Linked DNA regions of Capsicum annuum: region 1 is linked to region 2. Evidence: chromatin contacts called from public Hi-C data. All regions are on one chromosome and are shown on one strand. The core of a region is the stretch at or near the end of the contact, and the rest is flanking DNA. Distances in the headings are between cores, read along the strand shown. Region 1 holds the start of LOC107843592 (peptidyl-prolyl cis-trans isomerase CYP21-4). Region 2 has its middle 17 kb from the start of LOC124887875.

Evidence for each region. Hi-C and Micro-C count contacts between places; a contact is called where the count stands out from the background.
Region 1: a contact with region 2 is called in a Hi-C map of leaf, with 2.6 times the contacts expected there. The contact joins the promoter of LOC107843592 here to the enhancer-like site in region 2. A contact is called at or near these places in 3 of 5 Hi-C or Micro-C datasets (bud, leaf and placenta).

Annotation. Positions count from the first base shown.
Region 1 is chr10:204,905,102-204,908,265 of UCD10Xv1.1, forward strand. LOC107843592 (peptidyl-prolyl cis-trans isomerase CYP21-4) reads right to left here and starts at 1,830. Exons shown (of 8, transcript XM_016687915.2): 1 at 1,676-1,830; 2 at 1-156. The coding sequence starts at 127.
Region 2 is chr10:204,859,749-204,862,530 of UCD10Xv1.1, forward strand. No RefSeq gene overlaps it. Among protein-coding and RNA genes, the nearest start is that of LOC124887875, 17 kb to the right of the region's middle. Within about 2 kb of position 1,298, at least 3 of the 5 cell types and tissues checked have an H3K27ac peak or open chromatin away from gene starts, as enhancers often do. A contact at or near this core is called in leaf, where this site is marked.

The DNA.
Region 1 (3,164 bases), core at 580-3,079, 46 kb after region 2:
AAAACAGGGAAAACACCATCACAGCAACAATTAGGATGTATACTATAATTGTAGGGGCACTGACACCACTTGGTCCTTTCTTCTTTTTGCTTTGCAGTAGAAGTGCTTGAGGTTTTATCCTTGCCATGACGCTTAAAACTCTCAAGTATTAATTCCCTGAAATTATCATTAAAAACAATCACAACTCAAACCTTTTAAATTAAATTCAAAAAATGAATAAGAATTCAAGCACCCAAAGATAACAAAATACCGCTATAATTATCATTCTTTTAATAATCAAAGTTTCAGGATTCACATGATATATTTACATTGTAAGCACCAGCTAGTTACATAAATGGGGACTAAACCACCCCCCAAAAAAAAGCCTAGTGTAGTCTTGTAGGCATTGTCTGGGGACGATAGAGTAGCCCAACCTTAGAGGAGCTAGAGAGGTTGTTTCAGAAATATCCCCTGCTCGAACAACGCACATCAGAGAAGTTAAAAGAAAATACAGAAGTAAAGAGGACATAGAAAATAATAGAAAATTCATAACATAGCATTCAAATAAAAGGAGTAATAACAGTAACCAACTAATGTTTTAACTGAAGCACAACAAATAACAAGTAATAAAGTAAAAAGACAATCAACTGTGAGAAAAATGCTATTACTACGGATACAAAAATAGGGAAACAGGTACAATGCACCAAACTACCACCAATCTTATTCCGACTCGAACAAGACAACGCTCAACCACCTACTAGTCTTTCTACCCTAATCCATGACCTTCATAACTTTCTATCTAACGTCGCTTTTCCATATCCTATCTAATCACCTCTCTCCAACACTTCTTCGGCCTACCTCTACCTCTCCTAAAACCCACCGCGGTCAACCTCTCACATCTCCTCATTGAACCTCTGTGCATTGCTTCTTCACATACCTGAACTATCTCAGTCTCACTTCCCTCATCTTGCCCACCACGGAGACCACTCCCACCCTGTCCTCCAGGATATCTTCATTCTTAATATTTATCTCTCCTAGTATGTCCAAACATCCACCTCAACATTCTCATTTCCGCCACTCGACTTAACCAAGAAGAATAAAACTAAACTCCCAACACAAACAAACACTAGGTGATTTCTTCCATCTGTTCTAGAAGCCTTGGTGGATAAGGTTACCTAATACTTGTTACTTGCTGGTGGGAGGTGGCATGTATCCCTGGAATTAGTCTAGGTGCGTGTGGTAAACAAGCTGACCCAGACATCACAGTCATAATTTTTTTTTTTAAAAAAAAAAAACTGAATTCCCAGCAACAACAACATACCAGTGTATCCCCAGCAAATATAGTTAATTCATATAACCAATTTGGGGAATTGCGACCTAGTTGATTAATCTATTCATTTAATTTTCTTTGAGCTTCACATAAACTAACAGGTTAAAAAAATTAAGAAGTAATATTTCCAAATTCAAATTCAGCAAAAAAATATATATATTATATTTGAACAATTAGGCCAATGAAAAAACATGAACTTAATTTCGCATAATTGCATTTCAAGCTCAAATTTATTTGAAAATACGAAATTGAAACCACAAAAGGTTCAGAATTCATACTGTGAAATTAATTTCTACTAATTAAGAAATTTCATTTGCTTTTGAACAACTCATTGATAATATGATGAAAGGGAAATATTGAATAAACCTGAATTGCCTGCGCTGGATTGATTATTTTCCTTTGAACTTTCGCTGTTTTGTTTAGAAAAAATATTCAGCGTGGAATTAGGAAAAAAGAAGGCAGTTTGGTAGTATAATATTATTCAAAAGTTTCTTTTATAAAATATGTTTTCACTCCCCCAGGGGATCATTTCACGAAGTATATAAGATAATATTGAATAAGGTGTATTAATAATGTTGGAATTAGTAGTATTGAAATTAATAATAGTGAAATTAGTAATATTGGAATTATTTTTTATGCTGTGTTTAGTTTGATGTATTAAAAATAATATGTATTATTATATTTTAAAAAAAATATTATTTATTTATCAAAAAAACCTTGACATACAATAATTTTGTATATTAACTTTATAAAGTTTTATTTTATTTTTTTTAAATCAGCAATATAACTATAGTAATAACTTATTTTGGAATTTTAAGATTTAATCATTTATTTGTAAAAAATAAAAAATTGTTATCTTTTCTTTATGTTTTTTGTTGTTTGCACTCTTAAGTTGGAGGGGATACGTGTAACTTTTGAATGAGACAATTGCATTTTTGTTAACATAGAATTGTGTTTCGTAAAGTGTTAAATCTAAGCAATTTTTTTTTATTTGTGATACATCTATTTACAAAATTAAAGCTACATGCAACCATGCAATTTGTTTCGGGATTTGACAAATAAATATTTTCTAAGTTAATGGAGTAGTTTTTTTAATGATTAAAATTATTTAGAGATTATCATCTTGAAAATTGAAAAGAAATAACTCATATTGAATAAAAAAAAAATTAAAAACATTTAAAACAATTTAAGGGCATTTTTATCTTTATTAATATTTATCCATGAATTATAATTCATGAATTACTAATCTAATCAAATTGGATGTATTAGTTATACACCCTATAATACCATGTAGGGTGATAATTAATTCATATATTAATTATACATTATTCTTTATTTGCTACCAAATATTATATTAATTTATTCCACATTTTAATACATGAATTAAAAAAATAATCCCTCCTACCAAACAACTCCTAAGTTTTATACTTTTTACATATTTTACTTTGGGGAGGAGAATGGGGCAATGGGCCTTGGAGGAACGGGGGTTGAGCTCAAAATGGCATAATCAAAAAAATTACAAAAATTCCAATTACCTTCTTTTATTACACAATATTTTGAAGTCCTAATTAATAATAAACATTTCATATTTATAATTTCTCTCTATAATTCATATTAATAACTTTATCTTTTTCATTTTATATTTTTATTTTCTTAGAAGGAGTGTGCAATAAAAAAACCTCAATTTTTTCAATTTTGAATTTACTGTTATTCTCAAATTCTTATTTTTAATTCATAAAAATCCTACCAGGATAATCTTAAACCCTACCTGAAACTCCACAGCGCTAAAAACTTTAGTTTTTCGTTGTCCCGTGGATGAGTAATAAGAGTGCAAAATGCAAAGTACGTATCTCTT
Region 2 (2,782 bases), core at 48-2,547:
GATGGAATAGATTTTTTTTCTAAACAGCAGGAAAAAATAACCAAACAAATTATTACTAAAACTATTTAGTTATAATTAAAAAAAGAAAATTAAATAAGTCGTACTTACCACACAACGTAATATAGTCAATGACGGTCAATTAGTTAGCACACCAAAGAGGAAACTTAAAAATGAATAGTTCAACATATATAGTTTTAGTATAAATGAACAATTAATTGGATAAAAAAGAATCATAAAATAAACGACAAAGATTAAATATTAATAAATGTATGGTTCAAGGGTAAGAATGATAATTCTTATATAAAATAAGTATACCTTTCTAATGTAACTCACTATATGATTAATTTTTCTAATGTCATCTTGGTGCATGATTAAGACAGAATGAATTTGTAACCATTTACTCATATATTTTGGCTACAGTTTTCAGATAATATCAGGAGATAAACAAGTGCACCATTATCTTTATTTCTCAACAAGAATTGAAAAATTGCATTTATAGTAAAAATAACAAGCATTTATTAATGGAAGGATAAAATAACACCAAAAAATTATAAAGCGTTATTTTTACAATTAAAGAAGAAAGTAAATTTATTCTTACCACATAAGTTAATGTAGGCCTACACGTTCAGTTAGATATCATCTAAGAAACGAAGCTGTAAAATGAGAAGTTCAACATATTTAGTTTAAATAAGTAGATTGTTAACTGGAGAAAAGAATCATATAATAATCGAGTACAAAGATGAATTATTAATAAAATATGATTCAACTATATGGACGTTCACGATGATATAAGTGTAGTGTACTATTGGATCATGATAAAATAATTTGCACAAGAATTAGTATAATAGAAGAAGATGCAATAGAAATCAACAATATCAGTGAATACCATAAGTAAGAGGTATGACAACTTTCACACACACGTGTTGATCGCCACGCGACAAAAGATTGCATTAACAATACAAAAGAGAAAAAGCAAGGACAAACCAGTAAAAATTTATTTTTAAAAAAAAAAAATCCGTGATAGGCAATCTTTGGCCTAAGATATCTACTGCAGGATTCCTAAGGTGTTTTCATTAAAAAATGGCCAATCATTTGATATCAGCAAATTGCAGGACCCTCTGCATTATATACCTGTTGCTCTCTATTAGTGATATGCTATGTGAAGCAAGCTTGGAGATGGGTGCAATTAGGAAAATGACTCATATTGTCATTACCAGTAAAAATTTTATTTTTTAAAAAAAAAAAAAAAAGTGTAAACAGGCTCTTGCTCTCTGTTGAGTATAGATACTGTTAAGACATTGACATGACCAGGAAATCAAACATAATGAATTTAGAAGAACAACAATTCTAATCGCCTATATTTTACCTTTCCACTTTCGATTTTGAAAGGAAAAATTGAACCAAATGGTAAATATTGTTGTAATTACAGAAAGATAATAATTCTATATCACTTTTATAACCTTTTTTTTTTTATATCTATTCAAAATCGCTTCATAGAAAATTAACGACTCTTAGCGAAAACCCAGCTTCTATGCAATCTTACCTTACATTTCTACCAAAAGGTATTTCCACAACTTAAATTTGTAACCTTCTAAACACGTGACAACTTTACTCGGTTACTACAACACTTTCGTTTTGGTTGACTCTTGAAAGATCCTTGATTAGACCTCGCTTCTACGCAATCTTACCTTACATTTATATGAAAAGCTATTTCTACATCTTGTAACAGATGAAACCAAATCAACAGAGGAAAAGTAACAGATTTTGGCAATGCGGCTTTACTATATCAACTGTTGCCTTAAATTCTATTTTAACACACATACACATACAAAAAACACGAAATTAAGCCGAAAAAATTTATTTTTAAAGGGATACATGCAAGAACAAGTTTCACAAGAACCATGAAGGAAACAACTGGAGTAAAGGCATTTTTGTCTCTTTTGATTCAATCCTCTAACATGATAAATATTAGTTATAGTAATAAATATGCGTACAAGCTTCTGGTCAGTCCTTCAACTTAGAATAAGCAAATTTTGAAGCACTTAATGAAAATACCGCAACTTTAATCTTGATCTATAAAGCCATCTATCATATTTGATTGTTACGTATGCAAAAATCGCATTATTTTTAATACATTATCATTTTTTTAGACCTATATTTGGATCTATATTATGTTGAGCATTAACTCCCAATAAATTGTAAAAGGATTTTTGAAGATAAAGGAACTTTAAAAGCAGAGAAACATACCTGTGAGTTTACAAATGAGTATTGACAAGCGTTGACCACATTTGTGGACATAGGCTTATTTTTTCAAGTGAAGTTGTCTTATAGATTGTTTTATTATTATTTTGTTGATCTTTTTTGTATTTGTAGTGAAAATGAAAGACAACTGGGTGGTGGTTGGTGTTGATCTATGAAAATATCTTCATATTCTGGAACATTGTAGAATTAGCTGTGCAATACCCATTATTACCCTTAATTATGAAATGACTTAAATTTCCCTGGTTGTCCGTTGCTTAGGCTTTTGTATATAGTACTAGATAAGCATGCCCAACATTTCGAATTCTAATATAATTTAATTTGTGTTTCATATTAGTTGCATATGATTTAAACACTAATTTGGTATACATACTTCATAATAATCATAATTTGTAAATGCAAAAGCAAAATTTCATCCTTTACAAAGTGGTGGCAAGTATAGAAGACTATCTATAAATGAAATTATATATATAGTACATGAGCATTCTAGTCATCCTTTATAAAGTGTCAAAGATAGAAGACT